2 separate regions of the Mus musculus genome follow, and region 1 is linked to region 2. The links are chromatin contacts, called in public Hi-C maps. All regions are on one chromosome and are shown on one strand. The core of a region is the stretch at or near the end of the contact, and the rest is flanking DNA. Distances in the headings are between cores, read along the strand shown.

The links. A called contact is a pair of places that touch in the nucleus more often than the background predicts.
Region 1: a Hi-C map of ganglionic eminence shows a contact between it and region 2, with 6 times the contacts expected there. The contact joins the promoter of 3110006O06Rik here to the enhancer-like site in region 2. A contact is called at or near these places in 4 of 39 promoter capture datasets (3T3-L1-derived adipocytes, the C10 cell line, hippocampal neurons and 1 more), 3 of 15 datasets of contacts at CTCF or cohesin (CD8 T cells, the G1E-ER4 cell line and pro-B cells), 22 of 484 Hi-C or Micro-C datasets (B cells, the C10 cell line, the G1E-ER4 cell line and 9 more), 9 of 115 datasets of contacts at active chromatin or transcription factors (astrocytes, embryonic basal ganglia, embryonic brain and 6 more) and 1 of 9 other capture datasets (embryonic stem cells).

Annotation. Positions count from the first base shown.
Region 1 is chr13:78,165,917-78,173,418 of GRCm38.p6, forward strand. It overlaps 3110006O06Rik (a long non-coding RNA gene), which reads left to right and starts at 5,372. Exons shown (of 2, transcript XR_003950646.1): 1 at 5,372-5,776. It overlaps Gm38604 (a long non-coding RNA gene), which reads right to left. Exons shown (of 3, transcript XR_873690.3): 2 at 3,969-4,057. Fam172a (family with sequence similarity 172, member A) reads left to right here. Exons shown (of 10, transcript NM_001163419.1): 10 at 1-324.
Region 2 is chr13:77,863,809-77,870,805 of GRCm38.p6, forward strand. The region is part of intron 5 of Fam172a (family with sequence similarity 172, member A); the gene reads left to right. Among named protein-coding and RNA genes, the nearest start is that of Pou5f2, 160 kb to the right of the region's middle. Within about 2 kb of position 4,748, at least 8 of the 459 cell types and tissues checked have an H3K27ac peak or open chromatin away from gene starts, as enhancers often do. A contact at or near this core is called in ganglionic eminence, where this site is marked.

The sequences.
Region 1 (7,502 bases), core at 4,122-6,621, 300 kb after region 2:
TGGTAGAAAGGTAAGGTGTGAGCTTTTTTAAAAATAAATCTTATACTTAGTTCTTAAAGTAAATAGATGGAAAGAGACATAAATTGGAAATTCAAAATAGTCTGATTCAAGCTTTGGAGCTTTTTCGGGTACCTAACACACAGTCCTTGGAAGTCATCATGGATGTTTGCTAGACCATCTACGTGTAATAATTGTTCTTTTCTCACAATTCTGCCTTGTGCTTCCTGAAATGCATTTTTGTTTGTTTATATGTCAAAAATAATAAAGTGTGGACCTCCTATAATCTTGTTTACCATTTTAAAATAAAATTTTCCAACAAAGCAACTGTGTCTTCTGTCTTCCTCCTCAGTTCGTTTTTCACCAACTGCACAGAGGCTGTTAAGACTGAAAGCTAGCCGGGTGACTGGGCCAGGGCCACCAGTATTATAAGACATAATATTACTGCTACTACTGATGTAAGGCAATATCCTAACTTCAGTTGAGTCACAAGCTCACATATATCTTGTAGGTAACATTTTTACCACATATCCTCAATATACAAATACCTTCTTAGCAAGGAAATTAGAAAACTTGTCTTCAAATGTTTTATAAAATAAACAGTACTGTACATTTCCAAAGGGAGCTTGGTAAGTTGCTCCCCAACTACTGCTAGCAAAGCTCCACAAAGTGTGTTCCGCTCCAAACTACCTTGTTTACATTTATGCTACAGCTAGCTATTCCTTCCTAAACCTTGCACTCCTTTGAGAGGTTGGGTGACAGAGTGTGTTAACTAAATTAGCACTGCTAATAAACTAGATTTTTTTTCATGTTTCACTGTATTGCCTAGAGTTCCAATCCAAACATGTGAATCCCACATGTTGTAATCAGTGTATAGATTGGCTAACTGATAGGTTCTTGTTGGAAGCTATACTCTGAATTCATTTAAGAAAGCCTGCTATTAAGTAATTTTCACAGTGTAAATTTTCACAGTAATTTTTTGAAAACTTTTCTCATGTGGGGAGAGGTTTAAAAAACATGAGATATTTATATTTTTGAAATATGGGTGGCAAAAAGGGAGATAATTGTGGTGACTACTTAAATGCTCTCTAGCATAATATTATAAAATAGAAAACTCTAAGACATATGAGACATACTCCTTTCAAAAACTGCAATACTTTCCTTCCCTGTATAAAATGACTGAGGAGGAATCTCTTAAATTGTTCACCTTCCTTTTATCTAATGTTCTATTAGTCTCCAAAAAGGAAAAAAAAATAATAATAAGTTTGGGCCTGGGAGAGGGGTTTTTAATCAACACTTCACAGAGCTTAAAACTATCCCGCCTAAAGCGTTAGCTTTGTGAGATGATTTTAAATTCAAACCACTGCAACTGCCATCACTGTACTCGAAGAATGGACACCAACTGGAATTTTGGGGCGGGGGGGGGGGGAGATAGCATAAAGTGCATTAAGAGAGGTCCAGGAATAGAAGTAGTTATCAAAGCATTCCAGCATTTATCTTGAAATCTGCATATTTTATGGGACAATGGTAGTTTTAAACCTCACACTTAGAAGGGATGGATGTTGATTTAATTGATTCATTTGGATCAATGTTTTTAAAGTTTCACACCACTGCTCTCTCATAAAGTGATGTCTTTAGCAGTCAGTGATTTGACATGAGACTTCTTGGATCTCCTCACTGGGACCCTCCATAACATGTAAAACTAGGCAACAGCCTGTAAAGGCAACTTTAGGACTGGGAGATCTCAAGACTAATGTAGCTGATGAATGCAGAAATGGTGTTAATTCTCAGCACAAAAGTTTTAAAGGAATAATAATGGGAAATAAAGTACAAAAACTAAAGATTTGCTATTTAGATCAAACCTTCACGTTTGATCAATAACTGGCCATCACAGTGTTGCCAGTATTTTCCCTGTGGACATAAAACTTAGAAAATGAAGATTTGACTTAATCCATAATGGCTTTCAGGCAGCTCTCCCTGGCCCTTTGCCTTGGGGTTTGTGGAAAACCTCTTACTATACTCTGTATTGTGGGACTTGAACTTTGTTTAAACAGCTATGAAACATATTTCTATGAAGAAATGTATGGAGGTCCAGCATCTGTCTCACCAGATCATTCAGCTTCATTATCATTCTGTGCCTCTTACACTGGGTGACATGAGAAGTTGTCATAGGTAAAATGATATTGAACTAACTTATTCTGTGACTAAAACCAAGAATCTGAAATGAAAACACCCAACACCCCAAGAACGATATGTCTCTTTAAAGTTTACAGTTTGAATAATGAACTCAGATAGAAAGTTGGCAGGAAAGCAAGCTATGGCACCGTCACACTACAAACCATTTTCACTTTTCTGTCCAATTTCAGAGTGCATGTGTTTGTGAGTATTTCACTAGATCAGTGACAGCTCTTTATTTGCATAATTATATGCTCTGGTCTGAAGAGAAAACTAACCCCCAAATTTCATGGGTCACCAGACTGCAACAATCAATGTTTTATCACGTATGCGAAGCAAAATCTAAGAAGCTATATGAAGTTTCTTGGGGAGTTTTTACTCCTCAGAAAATTAAAGAGTTTTCCTCTCCTGAATAGATTCAAAATCTTTCCAAGTTCTTTGTAACTGAATTCTGTTTGAAGGCAAAACGAGAGATTAACATGTAGATCTGATTGTAGGCTCAATAATATTGCTTCAAAGTGGCTTAAGTAGAACAGCATTTTCCTTCACTAAACCTTAAAATTCTTCATACTATGAGGAGAAATATTGGTCAAGTTATGAGTTGCCAAAAGGAAGTCCATGTTTTACCATTGAATATAAAGTTTATTTTCTTCCTTAAAATACATCAGAGTTTTTTAAAGACCAAATAGGAAAAGAATGTGTACCTAAATACATAGATTTGTCCCACATATACATAGCTTCTTACTGACTGCTATGTCCACTGCTGTTCATTTCATGCAATCTCCAGACAACATGTGCAAAATGTGTCTGTCTATTCTGTGCCTGTATAGACAGTAGTTGCTCTATATGTGCTGGTCTACATAAAAGTTTGTAAAAATTTTTGTGATACAAATTTATCATGTTCAAAATATTCAAAACTTTGCAATAAATATTTTTAAGTGCTCCAAGCTTATTTGCGTCTGTAAATCTCTGCTGGTGTATAATACATACTTGTGTGTAAGGTTGGCTTTACTTCATTAAGGAAAATTGATTTTAAGTGCTAATGTCTTTAGTTTATAGGCACCCTGCCAATTTTGAATACAAAAGAGCATAGAGACACATGCAAACTGTGGTGGGTTTTTTAAAATGGAATTATTAAAATTCTGGAAAATTCTGTTTCTACCTAGTTTCTTAAAGAGTACAACATGGAGATGCACTTTTGTAAAAGCACTGGTGTGTGAACTTCATTTAAAGTTCATTACTTCAGACAACATGTTAGAGTCAAGAAAAGGGAAGCACTTGGGGGTGAGAATGCCATAGTTTCAAAGTATTTTATTCTCTGTCTAGAGATTGATAGGTCTTTAAATCTAGGTGTCAGAAATTTCCTAAAATGTTCCTATTATTTCAGTGAAAAGCAACCCCCCATAAGTTTTAAATTAAAATTGAATTATGAATGAAAGCTATTTCTTGGTCTTCCTCATTTGAGAAATCAAACCTCTGCTTGTCAAGAGCACCCCCCAGTGCTCTTGTCACCTGTGTGTGGGGCCTACTGAGATGGGCTCCTCTAGCTGCATAACCTCTGGCGCCCTCCCCAGGAGTTTCCTTCCAGAATGAAGGCCTTGGATCCCTTTAAGTCGAAACTCCTCAAAAGTGGATCTCTAAAACCCAGTAAGTCCAAGTTAAGAATTCCATCCAAATAGAACTAAAGGTTAGAGAACTGTGTTCTCCTGTGTCAGGTCACCAGCAACACCAACAACATTTCAGTTTTACTGTTTATACCTACCTGGGTTTTTGTTTTTGTTTTGTTTCTATTTTACCTTTGTGGGAGCATTGCTTAAGTATCAGGTGCTGCTCTCAGCTCTGCTCTGCCAAGAATGGAGAAGAATGTGTTCTTTCCTACTTGGTCCTATAGGAGGGAAGACCACAGTCACCCTTTCTATCATGAACATTTGTGTTTGTTCAGCTACCACCTAATTCTTACAATGTCAAAGATTGCTCTCTGATCCAGCTCATCGTGCCCCCCCCATACCTCCTAATTATTTTTCCAAAGCTTTTCATCTTTTTAAGTCACACTTAAATAAGTGGAGTTTTTACATAAACATGTAGTACATCCTGGACCCATGGACCATCAGAATGTGTCAGCTGAAGCAATATTCACAGTAAGTTGTGTTTTGTGGTGTATTCTCCCACCCTCACCCCTTTTGCTTTGCTTCAGTAAATTACTTAATATCATCCCCTGAAATAACCAGCTCTAGAGATAACAGTAGCACAGAGTGACACAACTTGGCTTTCATGCAGTTTTGAAAGAAAACCATTAAAATTGCATTGATCTCACAAATATTGATCTAGTGCTTGATATCAAATATCAAATGTGATGCTGTCAGTTGCTGCCGATCATTGTGTCAGCTGTTTGGATTCATGTCCTCTTTCTTCTTCATTGTCACATGGATTCAAGGTGCTGAGGCTACATAAGATTTCCATGATTAAAACAATTATGGTCAATTCTTTCCCTGTTTCTCACAATTCTGGCTTAGCTAAACATTGCATGATGCATTTGTTATATCATTATGTACAATGCTTTTCAAGAACATGGTGCCTTTCTGGATAGCTTACATTTATGTTTACAGAGCTTATATTTCTATTTGCAGTTCTTTACATTATTATTGAAATTATTTCTGTCTGAATTTGCTTTCTTTCTGATCACAAGCCTTTTGTAAAAAAAAAAAGATTGTTTTGCTTTTTAATAATGCAATTAAAAGCATTGCTTTACAACACAGAATTAATTCCTATCCAACAGGTAAATCGCTCCTTTTATTCTTGTTGACATCTATAGTATTTCACAAGTGTAGAATTCAAAGAAGTATTTAGGTGAAAAGTATATCTTCCTCAATAAAATGGGATCTAGCACAGTTAAGTCACCCTCTGCTTTTATCCCTAGCACTCTTGAAATAGCTAACTATCCTACCCTTGAACATATTTAGAGTGTCCAGTAATGCTTTTTCTCTTTTCTTTCCTCTTTATTTTGCAATCAGCAATTGCTGATTACATAGTTTGAAGTGTGATGATACACTTTAAGGAGGAAAATACCCCACAACAACGAATGACCAGTTAACACTGCTGTCTACGCTGTAATGAACCAGAAATGAAAGTAGGACCCGCCTAGAATATTTTTTATTGTGCTGTCACTTTTGTATTTTCCACATTTGCTAGGAGGGAAATTTTCTAATCCTGTGAGTTGGTGTCCCTTTTTACTTTTTACACCTCACCTCAGTTTGGAGACAGCTAAAAGAAGCTACGTGAAGGCACCGTGCTCTTCCCAGAACCATGGACAGCGCCCAGCTTCCCCTTTCTTCTCCCCTTGGCCCGAACCCCAAAGTTCAGGCCTAGCGGGATTCCTCACTCCAGCCACTCCCACGCCATAGGATATTCTCTTCTGAAACCTCTGATCTGAGCCCAAAACAACAGTGAGCTTAAAGACTACAGTTTGTGGGTGGAGAGTCTTGCTTGCTCCCTGCCCGGTAATAATCTTAGCGCCCAGAGTTGACTCTCCCTTTGCCAGCGAGTCTCCCGAATTTGCATCTAGTCTGCGCGGAGTAGAACGTAGCTCCACCCCGCAGTCACCTTGGTAAGCGTCTTTGCTCCCCCAACCCAAATTTCTTGAACCAACTTTTCATCACTCCCACCAGTTAGGTGGCAGAATCTGTAACAACTCCGCTTTAAAGGGTCTCTGATGGGACCACTTTATTCACAGGCCTATAATCTCAGTCACCACAGATCTACGTTTCAACGGAAGGAAGGAAGGAAGGAAGGAAGGAAGGAAGGAGGGAGGGAGGGAGGGAGGGAGGGAGGGAGGGAGGGAGGGAGGGAGGAAGGAAGGAAGGAAGGAAGGAAGGAAGGAAGGAAGGAAGGAAGGAAGGAAGGAAGGAAGGAAGGAAGGAAGGAAGGGGAAAAAAGAAAAAAATGCACACTCAGATGCACCAGCCGCTGATCCCACCACCCTGTTGGCTGAAGCTGTCGGACTAACTCTGGAGCTCCTAGGAGCTTAAGCGAAGCAAGCGAAGCCGATCTGCAGCAGGCTCTCGGCAGCCCTACTGGCCAGCTAAAAAGCCTGACAGCAACTTACTTGACAGCCTCAACCCAGGGGTTTCTGGCTAATACCCGCCACTTTTTCTCAGCTTCAAATCTCAGTCCTCTCAAGGAGTTTTAGATAAATCTCCTTGTTTGGCGTTTTACTTATTTTGTTTTGTTTTAATTATCGCGTTGAGCAAAGTGCAGTAATGGAAGACCACTTCCGTGTGGCATCTGATTTTTCTGCGTAGTCTCCCTGGCAACGCCAGGCGCCACTCCTAAGAGGAGATTTACAGATTCCAAATCTAACACCTTTGCTGTGTTGAAACTCGAACCTTATTTTATTTAGCTTTGAATGAAATTTATCCCCTCTCATGAGAACAGAATTTGCATCATCCGCTCTCTTGAGTCTCTGACACTGGGGTGTTCAGAGCAGGTGAGACTGTCAAAACCATGTATCTATTAAAGAGTGAATAAACACCGTTCCACAACAACTTAATGCAAAACTTTTCAAGTAAAAAATGATAAGAAAGTGAAATGGGTAAAGAACCCTGGTGTGTTTCCTTAGCAAACGGATTTCCACACTGCTCTGTATTATATGAAATATATGATACATTTCAGGAGAGTACTTTTCTTTACCTGACACAGCACTGCAATAGAAACATCAGTGAGTTTCTTAACCTAGCAGCAAGTTAGCCGCAAAACAGCATGTTTTTCTTTCCACTGAGACGTGCAAATGGTTAAATATTTCACCTGTGTGCATTTTAATTTGTTCTCTCAGAGCTGCTGTAAGAAGGTTCCTCTCTCATCCAACACACTCACAGGAACTTTATTCTCTCTCCCCCACTGCAAAGTCACTTCTGCGTTTGCTCCCCTCAAAGAGAATGTTCCCCTTAATTCGACCATTAGTTCAGTCTCAAGAGTAACTGTGTATAAATTCATGCCACTAGAGAAACTCATTCATGGTGGAAGTGTTTAAACTAGCAGCTGGACCCTCTATGAAAACTGATGGAAACTCACAGAGCTTAATGCATTTTGGCAGCTGGAGTGTGCAGGGCTACAAGGGGACCTGTTGAATCTTAGTGACCTGGGGACTCATTTATTCTGAACTATAGCACTCTCCACATCTGAATGCACAGCTCAGATAAATATCACTAGATGTTTGTAAGTCATTGGTCAGTGTGGTTTTTCTATGAATTGAGTTTCTACTTTGAAAATGTTTTATTCTAGCCTTCTGGGGTTCTGGAGCAAAGGAGACTCTGTACAAGGAAAGGCACAAAGTT
Region 2 (6,997 bases), core at 3,498-5,997:
ATATACATATATATATATATATATATATACATATATATATATATATATATATATATATATATATATATATATATATATATATATATATATATATATATATTTATTTAAAAAATGGCATCTGTTTTACATCCTTGGCCTATCAGGTTAGTGAACCCCAGGGACCCCGCTACCCTCACTTCCCTAGTGCTGAGATATCATCTGTGATTTGTCACACCCAGCTTTTATGTGGGGCACAACAAGGACTTTGTGAATTGAGCTATCTCTCTAGTCTCTCATTAACAATTTCTTGTCTGTAAAATAAGCTTAGTACTTATATCTCAACTCTACTGCAGTAGTGAAACATGAGGCACACACAACACACTGTTCTTGGGAACATTGCCTAGTTTTATAATGCCAGTGAAAGGTATAATTGTGAGCAGTTATCAAAAGGGTACCTCATGAACCTTTGACTTCTTTTCTTGGGTCTCTGTTCTGTAATATTTGTACGTGCAGCACTAGAATGTTCTTTCTAAGTAGAATTGAGAATTTTCTTCAGTATCAAAGTTACTCTCTTTTAAAGTCTTATTTGGAAAACCTAATACACACATATTCACTGAGGGTCAGAACAGATAAATGGGATGTTAATAAGACCATAAAATAGCTTCTTCATGATAGCCTACTCTTTTATGCTCTATCCTTGTCTTTATGAATTCTCCTGGGATTACATGGCTTTCACAGATTTTTGTATAAAAATCATTACATAAAAGAGAGAGAGAGAGAGAGAGAGAGAGAGAGAGAGAGAGAGAGAGAGAGAGAGAAAGAAATGAGAAATGAAAAATTATTATGTCATCTCTTTTATTCATTTATTTATTATTTCCCTCAATCCATGAAGGTTTCTTTGCAGATTTTTGGACCTATTTGGGATCTGCTAGTGTACTCCTTTGTGCTTTACCTAGTCCAATCAAGATCATGACTAGATTGATTATATGATCATGTAAAAGTCTGTTCAGTATAGACTAAATTACTCATTATCAGGAATACCTAAGGGCTGCACATGGCAATGTATTCAGAAGTAAACTGAAGCAAAGACAATTTTGTGTTTATGCCTGTAGTTGGAACAATGCAACTACCTTTGATGTTGTTTACCAGGAATATTCTTGAGCCCACAAGATGGCAGTATTACTTCATAAAGGTAAACAAACTAATGAAGTGCTTGGTTTTCCAGAACAAATACAGGAAGCTCCTGACTGTAGCTGCAAAACTCATGGTCCTTGATGAAGTATGGAAGGCAGTATGGAAAGCAAGAGAACCTCAGAGGAGGAAATTACTTATGTGATAAGTCATGTAGTAACAGTAGTAACCATGCCAAATGATGTGGAATCTTTCCATGTCCCTTACCTTCAGCATTTATAAGCGAGGTAAACATCACGAAGACACATTTTTAAATATGGTCTTGTCTTAAGCCAGGTTCAGGCCAGTGTTCTAGGCATTCATGTCTGTATCCTTATTGTGATGGATCCCAAGTATGGAAGCTTCATTAGATCATCTCACTTATAGAGGTGACAGACTTCAGAAAGATTTTTACATAGGAAAATGGAAAATTGGGTTTCAAAGGTTAACCATCAACCCAAGTTATTCCAAATACCAATTGGTTTTATTAATAAGTTTCTTTGTAGATCATATTTATGTACAGATTATAAAGTTTGTACTACTAATGATTGAAGGTATAAATTTAGCATTGTAGAGATAAAAGGATTTATGACTCACTCTTGTTCTTCATACTGCTAATAAAATCAGTTTTTATAATTGTTTAATAGTTTAAGAACTTTACTTAGTCCTTCCAAATGAATTTTCTAATCTGTTATTTTAAATGCAGTGCTTACCTTCTTTCACAATCAGACACTCATAAAACCAATTTATTTTGAATGAAGGAGTTTCTCTAGTGGATGTTGTATTTTAACCAATAACTGCATATAACTTAATAAGAAATATATCTTCTTACTGGTACAGTCATTATGTTACGCTTAATAAGCTTTTATGCTGTACAGTAGACCTTTGTGATTTAAAGGCAAACCTACTTTCTTCTTTTCTAGTTCTTCATTTGCTTCTACAATATTATTTGCAGAGATAATACTCCTAGCTCCATATTAGCTATGCTAATGGAATTTGAACTGCTACTAACAAGCAAAGCACATCTGACTTCTAAACACCCCTTCATTGTTTGTAAGGCTTTGAAGATTTATCATATTTTAGGTTATGTAATTTGTTTTGGTTTTGCCTTTGTCTTGAGTAGAGAGAAAGTGGTCTAAGTTACTGGAATTGTAATGAGTATGTTCTTGGAGGGATATCTTGTGACAGACTTATTTATATATACTAATCTTGAGAGTATGTTTGGTGTTTGCTTCCTCTGCAGATACTAAGCTTTTTTAGTGTATCATTAACTGAAAGGTTTTTTTTTTTTTATTAAATTGGGAGATTAGAGATTATTCAGTATTAAGATAGCTTAATCACTGAAATATTTTTAAGTAACATTACTCCATTGCATTTGGCCTTTGCATAACGTTTGTAAAGCAGTTGTAAATTTTAACTTGTTACATAGACATAAAAGTAAATCTAAGGAAACAGGTGTGAATTAACAACAAAACTGCTCAGAATGAGTGAAAAAGTTCTGTTCTGGGAATTTTATCATCCCATCATGCTTATATTGTTTGGATTTTTTTAAGGATCTGAAAATTCTTTATTCTCCTTTCCCTCTTGCAGACATTCTATTTGGCCTCTTTCTTTCTCTCTTTTCTTTCTTTCTTTCTTTCTTTCTTTCTTTCTTTCTTTCTTTCTTTCTTCCTTTCTTTTTTATTAGATATTTTCTTCATTTACATTTCAAATGCTAGCCCCAAAGTCCCCTATACCCTCCCCCGGCCCTGCTCCCCAACCTACCCACTCCAGCTTCATGGCCCTGGCATTCCCCTGTACTGGGGCATATGATTGAATTTTTGAGTCATAGTACTATACTTGTAATGGGCTAGTGCTGAGGTAACCCAGACTCTTATATTCATTTTTTAGGATTTAGGCAATAGGCCAGCAAAAGTGACTTGGAGTTAGGTTTTCATTTGGCTCATGTTCCAAGCTCTTCTCTCTCTTCTGAAGATGCTGCCATTATTGGCTCTACTTTCTACAGAAGACAGAGTAATGAAGGAAAGTGACAAGGTCATCAAGATAGAAAGGGGGAAGCTTGCAAGAATAGAGAAGTAGCAGGTTATATGAGTCTCAGTTGAACACGACCTCCTGCCCCTGTCCTTGAAGCTGATAGTTCTGTGGATGCCATTCACAGCACCAGGAGAGTCAGAGCATCACAACACTCTTATGGCTTTCAGAGACTCCCATTGATTCATTTAAATGCAGGAGGAGGATGTTCCCAGCTTTCTTTCTATAGAAACTAACTCTACATATGGGATCTTTGAGAAGATTAACCATACAGAATCAGAGCAGTCTATCACATCTGTTAGCACCCGCATTCGAATTAGAACACAGAATCAATACAAGAAGGTACAGAAATGGAAAATGTATAGAAAACAGTAAAGAGGAAAAGATAACATTTGGAAAAAACATCCCTAAAAAACTTTACAAAAGAGGCAGAATTTTTTTAAAAGGCTTTGAGATAGCTATTTAAAGGAGTATAGAAAGGCACTACTAATGTGTAGCTAATGTATATATGCTCTTTTGTTTTCAAATTCCATCTTACTTTACATGAAATAGTAATACATAAATGGCCTTCAAGGTGTAGCAAGTTAGCTTTGGAAATCACAGCTACCTTCTAAGATGTTATGTTGGTTAAATAAGAAATATGAAGAAGTATTTGTTCTTTTTTATTTTCCTAAAACATTTGAAAGTATATAGTAACATTTTATATTTTTAATGTAACCCTTGATTAATAATGTGTGTTTATTTTTAAAATATTTTACGTAGAACTTACAGCATTTTATTGATAATAAAAACATGAGTTTTGGAAACAATAAGATTTTATAATTTTATGTCTAGGGTCACATTGCCAGGTCATAATGTCAATGCTATTGTTGTATTTTTTTAGAATATATTTATATAAAGATATAAAAACTAGCTAAATAGATTTTTAAGGCATGATAATATAAAAATTCAATGTGGACAGATAATTAAATAGAGATTTAATAGCTTTCTGAAAGTATAGTTAAAAATACAGAGCTACTAACAGCTCTAAATTTACTTGATTTTGGTTTGAAGCCTTATTCTGAAAATCTTAGGGAGAAGTAAATTCAGAAAAAATATCAAAATTGATGAGTTTACTGTAGAGTGCGAAGATTCAGAGTAAATTGGAATTCTGCTCACTAAGTGCCTTAGAGCTTATTCCACCTGACTCATCAAATGAAAAATTCATCAATTAATCCTCTGACAATAACGATATATACATAAAAATCAATCTGGAATTGATTTTTTTAGTCTGAACATGAAAACCAAGCTCTGGCTTATACATAATGTGAGATTTCTCTTCATTTCGACTTTATTATTGAGTATAACAGCTGAAGTGTTCATATAATTATTTGTTCTGAGTCAACTACAAAAATGTGATTGTTTGTGAAAGAGTATATGTACTAGGGAGGTGCTCCAAAGCTCAATCTGAGTGAGCTAATAAAGTTGTCAGATGCATGTAAGAATGCAGCTCATGGGATCCCTAGAAGGCAGCCAATTGCCAGGGACACTGCTCACTGAGCCCTGATGAGAGACCACCCAAGACAGTTAACAGCGAGCTCAGGACTGAGGAAGATCAAAGACAAAGAAGAGTAACAGAAAAGAACTCAGCTCTCAGATGGGGATTAGAAAGAGCATTGTTAGAGATGTGATTCCTATGAAGGGCAGCAGAAAGAGAAGTTGGGAGGGAAGGGAGAGAGGGAGGGAGGGAGGGAGGGAGGGAGAGAGAGAGAGAGAGAGAGAGAGAGAGAGAGAGAGAGAGAGAGAGAGAGAGAATATGTTTCACAAATGTTTCACAAAACACAAAACATTTAAATTTTTAATCAGGATTAGTCATTTTCTGTGGCCCATCACAGATTCCAAAGAAACCTTGCTTCAAGTGCATGTCTAATGGTAAAGTTTTCTACATAATGTCAGCATGAAAATATATGTACAATTATTCTCCCAAAGAATCTAAGCCAAATACTAATGGTTTTGTTTTGATTTAATTAAAGAACTCATAGCAAAATATGTTCTGATATGTTACTACAGGGGAAAAATTCAATGGTCATATCTAAGTTTGCATCTTTCCAAGGTGCTCCTCTTCCCAGTTCCCAAACCTACATTGCATTACTGCTGGGGTCTTCATTTACATAAGGGAGATTTCACTTGGAATTTTATCAGACTGTGTTGGTAGTTCTCTGTGTTCCCATTGCCAAATTAATATTGTTCTAAATGCTCTAAGTCAGCATATTATGACAAGAAGATATGTTTTCTTCCAGAGTGTAGTAGTGTGAATCAGTGATAAGATTCTGAGGGAAATGTGAAGCCTGAGAACTCTGTCAGTATTACTTAACTCATGAGTAGTAAATTTTGATGACTCTCTTATGGACATGAATTCTTGTACAAAATGAGCATTAAACTGTTTTTATGTTTTATGGATGTTTAAAATAAGCTGAGTATATATATATATATATATATATATATATATATTTCTGAAGCTATTAGAATTTTCCCCTTGTCACAATAGCAGTAAGAAAATTACAATAGAAATGTCTTCCAGAGAGCACAGCATATGAAATAATGTGTCTACTCCATAGCTTAAAGTGTTGGCTGTATTTTAGGTCTTGTTCTTTGCATATTTATACCTTGACAATTATGATTGCTTGTTTAAAGAAGGAGCTTTTTGCTAGTTTTATGTTACAATGCCAAATACGTGTGTGCAGTGTTCTGTTTCTGAGCAGGTCAGAGAGTCTGCTGAAAACCTAAGTAGGATAAGATGTATTGTTAAGATCTTTTGTTATTCAGATATTTGTGGCTCTTTTTGGGTTGTTGTTTCTTAGTCTCATCTTTAAACAATCTGGGGAAATGTGTATAAGAAATACACCAACAAAGTACATTCTACGTTACCACATTTGATGTTCCCTAATTTTAGAACCAACACATATTACTGAATCATTTCGGAACACTGATCCTTACATCTTTCCAGATTCCCATTCTTTTGTGTTGGATGTGTTTTGAAAGTTTGGGAAGGATTATATAGTTATATAACTGCCATTCCTGGGAGCTATACTTTGTCAGAAAGCAGGTAGTAAAGGACAACTTGTAAGTTCTGTCTGCGGTAGTTGCTTCCTGCTGTGTGTGTCTGCTGTTAGGTTTTATTACATCATCCATGTTGTTGGAATACGTATTATTATTAAATCAATGATATAGTAGCTAGTTATAGGATATTTACAGCTGTATAAGCTGAAAACTACACCATTGTAGTTACAAATATTTAAATATGTCTAACAGCATAGAATCAAGTCTCCCTGTAGTTTTTATAGCTAATATGCATTTTTATATAACCATTTTTAATTTATCACATTAGACTTGAAGAGCTAAGAATTAGTCATTTTGTTCATTATAGATAATTTTATTCCTTCAGAAAAAAATTATCTTTTTTTGAGACTTAAAGAAGTTCTATAAATAATTAATTGCTTAAAAATTGTTACACTGATTTTATTCCTTTTTCTATTTTTTATTTTAAGTAGAGAGATAGAAAAACTGTAATAAAAGGAAACTTTAAGTTTCTTGAAAATGATAATTTATACATTCAATAATTGTAATAGACTTCATCATACTTCTGAGAGTTAATTTCCATCTTACCTAAAATTTTTGTGATGATTAATTTTGGAACCACAGTGCGCAGAAGTGATCATGGGCAAGTAAAATCCTTTGCTTTGCTTTGGATTTGAGCACATGAAATAAGGACCATTGCTTCAGTAGTCTTAGATATGACACTTATAGAGAGGACCAATAAGATCAAGATTATCTATTT